Regions from separate parts of the Mus musculus genome. Here regions 1 and 2 are each linked to region 3. Evidence: chromatin contacts called from public HiChIP or PLAC-seq data. All regions are on one chromosome and are shown on one strand. The core of a region is the stretch at or near the end of the contact, and the rest is flanking DNA. Distances in the headings are between cores, read along the strand shown.

Evidence for each region. HiChIP or PLAC-seq counts read pairs in DNA pulled down with a chosen protein or histone mark.
Region 1: a contact with region 3 is called in an H3K4me3 HiChIP or PLAC-seq map of the SCID.adh cell line, with 4 times the contacts expected there. The contact joins the enhancer-like site here to the promoter of Ccdc59 in region 3. A contact is called at or near these places in 4 of 39 promoter capture datasets (3T3-L1-derived adipocytes, cranial neural crest, frontonasal cranial neural crest and 1 more) and 6 of 115 datasets of contacts at active chromatin or transcription factors (the SCID.adh cell line, acute myeloid leukemia, embryonic midbrain and 3 more).
Region 2: a contact with region 3 is called in an H3K4me3 HiChIP or PLAC-seq map of forebrain, with 9 times the contacts expected there. The contact joins the enhancer-like site here to the promoter of Ccdc59 in region 3. A contact is called at or near these places in 12 of 39 promoter capture datasets (the 3T3-L1 cell line, 3T3-L1-derived adipocytes, the C10 cell line and 6 more), 12 of 115 datasets of contacts at active chromatin or transcription factors (acute myeloid leukemia, differentiating embryonic stem cells, embryonic basal ganglia and 9 more) and 1 of 9 other capture datasets (pancreatic islet).

The regions. Positions count from the first base shown.
Region 1 is chr10:106,508,429-106,511,583 of GRCm38.p6, reverse strand. The region is part of intron 2 of Ppfia2 (protein tyrosine phosphatase, receptor type, f polypeptide (PTPRF), interacting protein (liprin), alpha 2); the gene reads right to left. Among named protein-coding and RNA genes, the nearest start is that of Ppfia2, 40 kb to the right of the region's middle. Within about 2 kb of position 1,618, at least 22 of the 459 cell types and tissues checked have an H3K27ac peak or open chromatin away from gene starts, as enhancers often do. A contact at or near this core is called in the SCID.adh cell line and hippocampal neurons, where this site is marked.
Region 2 is chr10:106,608,224-106,611,051 of GRCm38.p6, reverse strand. The region is part of intron 3 of Ppfia2 (protein tyrosine phosphatase, receptor type, f polypeptide (PTPRF), interacting protein (liprin), alpha 2); the gene reads right to left. Among named protein-coding and RNA genes, the nearest start is that of 4930532I03Rik, 7.2 kb to the right of the region's middle. Within about 2 kb of position 1,306, at least 40 of the 459 cell types and tissues checked have an H3K27ac peak or open chromatin away from gene starts, as enhancers often do. A contact at or near this core is called in embryonic forebrain, forebrain, neural tube and 1 more, where this site is marked.
Region 3 is chr10:105,840,166-105,843,429 of GRCm38.p6, reverse strand. Ccdc59 (coiled-coil domain containing 59) reads right to left here and starts at 1,951. Exons shown (of 4, transcript NM_025602.3): 1 at 1,775-1,951; 2 at 582-888. The coding sequence starts at 1,928. It overlaps Mettl25 (methyltransferase like 25), which reads left to right and starts at 2,050. Exons shown (of 12, transcript NM_207522.2): 1 at 2,050-2,354. The coding sequence starts at 2,111.

The DNA.
Region 1 (3,155 bases), core at 369-2,868, 670 kb before region 3:
GGGGGTACTGGTTGGTTCATATTGTTGTTCCTATGGGGCTACAAGCTCCTTCAGCTCCTTCGGTCCTTTCTCATGGTCTTGACCCGCAGAGGTTAATCAAAGTCACCTGTGTGACTATGGATTTGCAACTAGGTGCTGGAGCCTCCTGGGCTTTTCAGTGATTGCACATCTCAAAGACGATAATTTCTTCCCATCCCAGATTCTATCAATAGTTGGTATCTCAGTGTGAAAGGGAGGGATGGCACTGGGAGCTGTACCCCTTCCTTTTAAAAGTCACATTTAATATCAAGTATAAACTATTCATGACCGAATTTCTACTTTTTTTATATGGAGTGGAGTGGAGTAGAGGAGAGGAGAGGAGTGTACGTGCCTGAGTGTGTGTGTGTGTGCGTGTGTGTGTGTGTGTGTGCATATATGTGCGGGTCTGTTGGTATCCAGATCATTGCAAGACATTGGATATCTTTCTGTATTCCTGCCCATCTTATTTCATTAGAGAGGGTCTCTTATTGATCTGGAGTTAACTGATTTCCTTCAGCAGACTAAGAAATCCAAAGATGTGCTTGTCTTTATCTCCCAAGTGCTAGAACTATAGATATAAACTGCCTTACTGAGATTTTTAGACACTTCACATATGACCAAGGCTAAACTATCTCTCTAGATTCTTGAAATTACATTTCTAAACTAAAATTTATTCAACAAATGTTAAACTATGTCTTAATTGGAAAACATACACAAACACACACACACACACACACACACACACACACACACACACCACACACACAGAGAGAGAGAGAGAGAGAGAGAGAGAGAGAGAGAGAGAATATTCTTTCCATTTCTTTTGAAGAAACAAACAAAAAATATCCCTCTTTTAAAAAATATTAGAAGTCTTTCTATAAATACTGTTCTGAATAAGTTATTGTATAATTAATATCTGAAAGTAATGAAGATGTATCAGAAGAAAGTTGTCCTAAAGGCACTTTTTTGTTTGTTTGTTTATTTGTTTTGACTTTTGGGCAAATTCTGATCCTGAAATTTTCTTTATAGCCCAGGCTGGCTCGAACGTAGCAATCTCTCTGTCTTTGCCCCCAGGTAGCTTGTAGTACACAGGGATTAAAACTGTGTACTATCTAGCAATTAATATATGAGGGCTTTTTCTGTTTTGATGTTTTCCACATTTTGACATTGCTTCTGGGTTTCAGATTTCTACAAGTAATATACCCAGAGGTCAGATAGCAAATGTTCTTAAGATTGAGAAGGCTTGGCTTAAGTAAGAAACTTTGCCAGATGGACAATTAATTATGTGCTGACAACCAGGACAGAGATAATGAAAGTTTGCCTATGAAAGAATGAGGTTTACTCTGAACATCCTGAAGAGAACAGGTTGGTAACATACAAGGGAACAGAGCCTTATTTCAGTTAAGAATCTTCCTCATTGGAAGAGACAGTATTTTAAGAAGCCAAGGGGCACTGGGACAGAATGAAAGTCTCAATATGGAATCAGAAAAGGTTTTCTGTGGTGACCCAGATAATTATTTTAGGCAATGTGGGCCACATGGTCTCTGTTGCAATGACTCAGCTCTGCATGAGTAGCAGCCAGAGAGAATGCATAAGTGGATGAGCAGAGCCGAGTCCTGACACTACTGTATGAGTCTGTGCTCCATACAATTTTCATGTATCCCGAGACAGTGCTGGTGTTTTCATCTTTCACAATCTTTTTAAAATGTGAGGAAAATATCATATCATGAGTGACTCAAAGCAGCTCCAGATTTATTTAGATATCAGCTTACTAGCTTCTGCCTAAACCATCACACAGATGCAGAAAATAGAATACTGGTGAATTGTCATAGTGTGGTACTGCGTGAGAAATTTGAAGAGATGGGAGGAAATTAAACCCAGGGTGTGCAGTTATCTGAAAGAAAAACCTTGAAAGCAAGACAGACCTGGCCTAGGAATGTTACACAGATGGACAAAGAGGTGGTAACTGAGGCTGAAGATGAAAGGGGTGGTGAGAAGCTCTCTGAGGGTTGCCTGGCAGTGTAGACCGCTCAGCTGTTGTGCCAGTAAAACGAAATCACCATGTTCTACAAGATCGCTGCATCATAATTTTAGAACCAGAAGGGCTCTTAAAAGACATCTGGTCTAACTTCAGATTTTTAGAGCATTTTTATAGTGGGAAATCTCACTGAAACTAAAAGGCAAGGAGAGTTTTAAATGTGTGCAAAGTGACTTCCCACTCAATACATTTGGAGAAAAGTCTGTTAAATGTTTGAACAGTTTCTACACATTATATTTCATTTGTTTAAGTCCTGAGTCTTAATGTCATCCCATCAACGCTGAAGCTGTGAGAAGAGCAGAAGTTGCTGCTGTGTACCGCAATTATGCTCACAGGCTGCCCCTAGCTTAGCATTTATTCTAGCTGGAATTTCAGCACCTGGGAGAAACATAACGTGATAATATTTTCAAGTGTGTAAGCCAGATTTTCTTTACATATAATGGTCAACCATTGCCAAGATGAGTATGGCCAGGAAATTATTGTTTCTGCTAAATTCAGTGGGTATTTTTTTTTTTGTTTTATCATTTTAAGAATGTAGAAGGGAGCACTATCTATGAAAACAACACACTGAACATGGACACATTGTATCTTATCAACTTGAAAGAAATAATATACATTAGTATTGGACACATAAAAATATTTATGACAAGCCTCAGATCTGCTGTTGTTAAGAAATCACACTCAGTGTCCTGCGCTCTAATGCAAAGCTACAGCTCACTTCTTTTCTTGAAACGGAATGTTCTAAGTTTCCAGAATTACTGTAAACAACTTGTATTTTAACCTAATCCCACTTCTGTCCCCAGCATGAGCTTTGTTTTCTAATTCTTCCTCCCTATTATTTGACTTTAATATCTTCCCCTCTCATGATTGCCCCTTAGCAGTGTTTTCCTGAAACAGAAAACTAAATTTCACGTCAGTGTTGCACATCCTTTTCTATAATGTTCGCCTTGTAATGTCATGTAAGATTAAGATGAATGTAATTATGGGAGTTAAAACATTTCAGCATAATATATTTATCTAGATAAATTAAATTTGTATATGAAACAAATCTAATCATATATCTTAAAAGAGAATAGAATTAGATTTGACATTTAACATA
Region 2 (2,828 bases), core at 57-2,556, 770 kb before region 3:
CTGTAATAAAATCAACATGTTGAGAAACAGATAGAATCTTTTCCTCTGTGTGTCTTGGTCTCTGTCTCAGTCTCTCTCTCTCTTGCACACCACAGACACACACAGATACACACACATATATACCACATATACACATGACATTATATATATGTATAATAATATGCACACATACATATACACATGACATTTAATATATATGTATATATACATACATACATATACACCCAACACATATATGTACACACACATATATACCCGCACACATACACATACAAATATACACATATATATAAACACATACAACATACTACACACACAGATACACACACACACACACACACACACACACACATATATATAGACACCAAATACACGAAAAAATATATAAACATACACACATATATATACATGCATGCACACACACATATATGTATACATACACACAGAGAGAGACAGAGCGACACAAACAGACAGACATGCATGCACACACACACACACACACACACACACACACACACACACACACACACACTTTGAGTCAGGCTGCCAGGGAAGCACTTCAAACAATAATGAAATTAATAAAAGTGTAATTTGGAACTGAACATGCTGTTCTTGGCAAGACTAACAGCGATCCTATCATGAAGGACACCTGCTTTCAAAAATTCAATTAGGGGACACTGTTCCATCATTTTCCTAAGAGCAAAAGCTAGGTGCATTTCCAATGGAATACAATGTTTGGTGAGTGCTAAGGTGGGAGGGGGAGCAAGTGGTTTTTGAAGTATTCATTGTAAATTATCCTGTATCCTGTAAATATTTTTCTCCTCGTTGATGTAAAACATGGTTATTTTATGGTCTATTATATGAGCATCAGCAGTACACGCCTGCATAATCAGTCTCCTCTTTCCTATCAACATGTTTTAATCCATAATGGATCCTGTTTTTTGTTTTTTTTTTTTGTTTTTTTTTTTTTTGCTTTGGTTATTATGAGACTTGTTTGAAAGTAGGTAATGGTATTGTTAGTGTGAGGGAACTTAGAAGATATGGGTGGGGACAGAGCTCAAAGCGCTGCGGTCTCAGAGTGCTGGTTCCTTTGTCTTCCAGAGAAAAGCTGTGTTGAGAAAAATCCAGCTCAGGAAAAAACATCAAACATCCGGAGACATGGGAGAGCCCAGGGGTCTTATTAAATGTTTACTCCACAGCCCCACCCCCATTCACTACTGACTTGGAACTCTGTTTTGTTCTCCCAACCCAGCCAACAAAGAACTCTTTTGTTTTGTTTTCCTTTCCTCTTTCTGGCCTTTTGTCTTCCTCAAGACTTATTCTCTTTCTGCCAGACAGTCCCTTTTACTTGCCTCATGGAACTAACCAGGGCAATACTACAAGCCCCCTTCCACAAAGGGTCACAAAAGGGTGAACAAAATTCATGACAATCGTTAATAAATAACCTTTATTAACAACCTTCTCACAGAACTGCCAATTGTTATTTGATCCAAGGCAGCACAACTAGAAACATATAATCGGACATCAGTCTCAGACATACACGGGGCGTATCTGTTGCTAGCTGTCAATCAACACCACAACCAACAGGAATGGGTAGGGCTCATTTTTCTCTGCAGGTTTTCTTTCTTTGAGTAAGACATTAAATTTCAATAAGTTGGAACATTCTTTATGCCGCCTAGAAGAGATACAATGACTTTATAGATTGATGCAGTAACCATTGCTAAATTTGGTATCAGTGCTGCCTTCACTAAATCTAAGAGAACACCCACGAAGATTTTCTAAATTTTAAAATGTTTTCATTGGTTGCCCTCTTGTGGCCAAATGTGATACTACTACTACTACTACAAAAAAAAAAAAAGAAATTAGCTAATAACAAATACTATGAGTACTGGAATAATCCATCATTTATACAGACAACTTACAGGATAGGTTGTATTTATGTATAAAGGCTTATTGTAGATACATATACATATATACACACATGTATATGTGTATATATATATATATATATACACACACACATATATAGCAACATCATTGTGTGTGTATATATATATATATACACACACACACACAACAATGATGAGTGAATACAGAGGTCATGAGTTTGAAAAAAAACAAGGAGAGGTATTATTGAAAGTTTTGAAGGAGAAAAAAGGACATGAAATATGGAATCATATCATAATCTCAAAATCTAAAATAAATATTTTAAAGGTGTTCCATGCTGTTATTTTACTTTTCTTCATAATATATATTGTGTATATATCAAAAATTAACTTTACATTAAGTTAAATTTTTATAAATATACCTTCACTTGAATAATAAGCAAAGTCATGATATTTTTAAAATTTGTACATGATACAGTGAAGTTATTCAACATATTATAGCAAATAGAGAAGAGTTTATTTGATTAAATAATGAGCATTTATGAATGCAAAAAGTTATCATAATTAGTTGATATTACAGACTAAAATTCTAGTGAGATAGGTATAACATTATATAGATGAAAGACTAAAGTTATTATATAAATATTTTAGTTATGTAACATAATTAACTGAGAATTTCTGTTTTGTTTTGTTTTGTTTTGTTTTTACAAAAAGACAGTTTCAGTTATCATTAATGTGTGTGTGTTTGTGTGTGTGTGTGTGTGTGTGTGTGTGTGTGTGTCTGCAGATGCAAACCAACCACAGCACACATGGAGGACAGATTTCAGGAGTTGGTGCTCACATTCCAATGTGTGTTCCAAGACTCACGGTCAGGTGGGTACTCTTACCCAGAGAATAGCCTGAGCCAGCTCCCAGGATCATGCTTCTGTTCTCAACGATGGC
Region 3 (3,264 bases), core at 702-3,201:
CATCATTGACTGAGAAGATGATCCAGGATGAGGCTATAAAAGATGGTGTCCACCGTGGCTCTCAAATCATTTTATACTATCCTTTCTATCATAGTGGACACTGGTATACCACTATGGAAAGTCTGGCTTTATAAGCCAAAGTGGCAATGGCTACACATCTGCATTGTTTTTCTAGTATCTGGTTATGTTGCCCATGCTGGCCTGGGACTGGGAATTGTCTGGACTCAGGTTCCTAAATGTTGGGCTTCCAGATCTACAACATCAAACATAGTCCCCCACCCCCAAATTAAGATGCACACATTAATACTGCGCTTAATTACGGTCCAATTATATTACATGTTCTTGAGAGGCTGCAATTCAAAACTCAGATCTCTTAATTCTCATTTCCTATTTTCGACATCTCTGCTCAACTAGCCTCTTTCAGTCATTTAACACTAAGTGGGGAGACTCCATGAAATACCATTACATGACTTGAAAAAAGTGCTAAGAAAAATCCTGATTCTTACAAATTTTTCCCTGTGTCGTCAGTAAAACATTCTTTACATTTAAAGTGAGGAATTTCTGAAGACGGAGGTGCTTACCTTCCTGTGTTCAGCTCTTCTGGCTGTGGCTGGTGACCACCTGGCGGTTCTTCAGAGGAAGTCTGCTCAGTGCTGCCCTCCTCTTCAGGCAAAGGCCGGTCAACCTGTTCTTCTGACAAAGCCAGGCCAGCCTTTCTTTGCTGTTTTCTGAGTCTTTCCTCTTCGGCCAGATAGAGGTGTTTCAGGTGCTCTGGGTAACGATCTGTGAACTGGGACTCCTGTGACGCTGGTGCCTCCTTCACCTTCCACAGCAATTTCTTGTAATTTTGCTGGATCTTCAGTTTTCTCCGAAATGCAAAACCTTGTCCTAACATTGAAGGATTTCAGTTACAATTACTTTAACAGAAAATGAAAACTAAATATTTTTTTCTTTTACTTTATATTCAAATGAGAGAATTACTTGGCTTTGCTTTAAAGATAAGGTTAGGCAACCATTTAATGGTACACTGAAGAGCAAGGTGGCCCTTTACCTAAATATAAGGGTAACAGCGAGTTGTCAGACATCACATTAAAAACTCTAAGTACAGTAAACTAAACTTTACTGCTCACCTTGAATTTAGACTCATATCCACAAATTACATTTTATTTAATCCACATACAATCTCACTTGGGTCTTCAGTAAACACTTAATAAATAAAGTAGAGTAGTCTAGTATTTTTCCCTTGGAGGATCTTACTAATCACTTATTTTCCAAAACACAACACAAAACAAAAGGGGGAGGTACTGTACAACTTTCTGAACACCTGTCGATTATTCTTAGATCGAACAAAAACCACTTAAGCATCTGACATGCAACGAGAGGCCTTCAAAGACAAGACATCGAATCGAATCTAAGGAAGGCAGCAGTATGAGACTGGAGGGCTACTGTGGTGTCTTTTGGTTATCAAAGCTTTGGGGCAGAGTATTTTAATGTAATATTGTATCTATATTACATACTTGCTGTAGTAGAGATGCAAGTATGTCTGGGTGCTTCTTAGCCAAGCGCACCTCTAGACGCCCCGTGTCTTCGCTTAGACCTGAGATCTGCGTTAAATCACTGAAGCTGACCGCACCGTCCGGTTCTCAGTCAAAGGACTGAGAAGCTCTCGGACTTGGCGAGCTTAGGAACGGCTTCCCCGATCTCAAGCCGGATCCCATCCTACTCCCTCGACTTCGGCGGGCCCGAGCGCTCCTCCACGGCTGTCCCTCCTTACCCTTGCGCACGCTCCCCCGGAAGGCTTGCTGGGGGTTCGGCCGCCAAGTCCTGCGCTTCCCATTCTGGTTTCCGAATCTGACCTGAGAGATCCCTTCCCCACGCGCCGCAAACCCTCCGGTCCGCCACTTGGAAGACGGCCGCGAAGGCGCCATCTTTTTCCACGGTGGGAGTTCCTGGAACGCCAGTGGACGCCGACCTAACACGTCACGAGGCGGAAGCAATCAATCGCCCAACCCGGCGCGTGCTCGGAGCTCGACTGCCTCAGCCTGAGCCGCTTCCGGCGGGGAAGAGAGGGGTCGCGCGGCCATGTTGGCGCCACCTGCAGCCCCGGAGGATGAGCGTCATGGCGGCGGCCTGCCCTCTGCCCAGGACCCCGGACCTGCCCACGCTGCACGACAAGTTACAGGGCTTGCTGAGCTTCCTCAGGGGCGCCCTGGCCATTTCCAGCGCGCACACGGTGGACTTCTACACCAAGTCGGTCTGGCAGGAGCTGGTCGACCTGCCCCCTGAGAGCGTGCTGGCGGCGCTGAGGGAGTCGGCGGTGGAGGCCGAGCCGCGCGAGGCAGAGACGGGATCAGGTGACTGGCGGGGCGGGCGGGGCGGGCGGGGCGGGGGCTGTCAGCGCGCCCCCTGGTGGAACTCGGCGGAAGTGGCAGGGACTTGAAGGATGCTGTTACCTAGGAGATGAATTGGAGGGAGCTGAATAGCGAGGATGGATGGAGACGGGCGGGGTCCCCTCTGGGTTCTAATCTGGGTGTTGGTCAAGTTCCACAACTTAAAGTAGTCAACCCGGGGAAGAGGCGTTCCTTCATTTATTGATTCAACAATTTAGTTTTGAAAACATCTAAAGGCTGTGTGATGATCAATACAAAGTAGAAGTGGACTTGGGGGACCAATAAGAGCCAGTTCCTACTCGGCACAAGGTATCGTGGATTAGGATGGTGATAGTGAAAGCTTTGAGTGCTCGCTAGTTAATTTGAAAACACACCTTTAATTCCCAGCACTTGGGAGGCGGAAGCGGAGGCAGGCAGATTTCTGAGTTCGAGGCCTGCCTGGTCTACACAGAGAAACCCAGTCTCGGGGAAAAAAAGAAGAAGAAGAAGAAGAAAACTGTATTTTCAATATCAGTTATGCACCCTGGTGTTTTCTAGGCTCTGGAGTTTGATACCCGCAAGAAACTTAGATTCTACCAACTTAGATTCTATTCTGGAAATAGAGGAACAGGAACAGTAGCAGCTACTGGAATTGCTTGTGCTTTGCTTCCAGGTGTTCCAGATGTTGTCAGCATTAGTGAACTTACTTAATCACTGAAGCAGCCTGTAAATGCAAAGTGCCCCGGGGGCGGAGGTAGGGGCCATGGAGGGGGGGGGGTTATAATGGTAGAACTTAAGACACATTGGTTCTTGGGCAATAGTTCCTGGTTGTTGGAAAGTTAGACACCCTTTCAGTTTGCTCCCATAGTATTCTGCGTTGATAACCTGGTACATA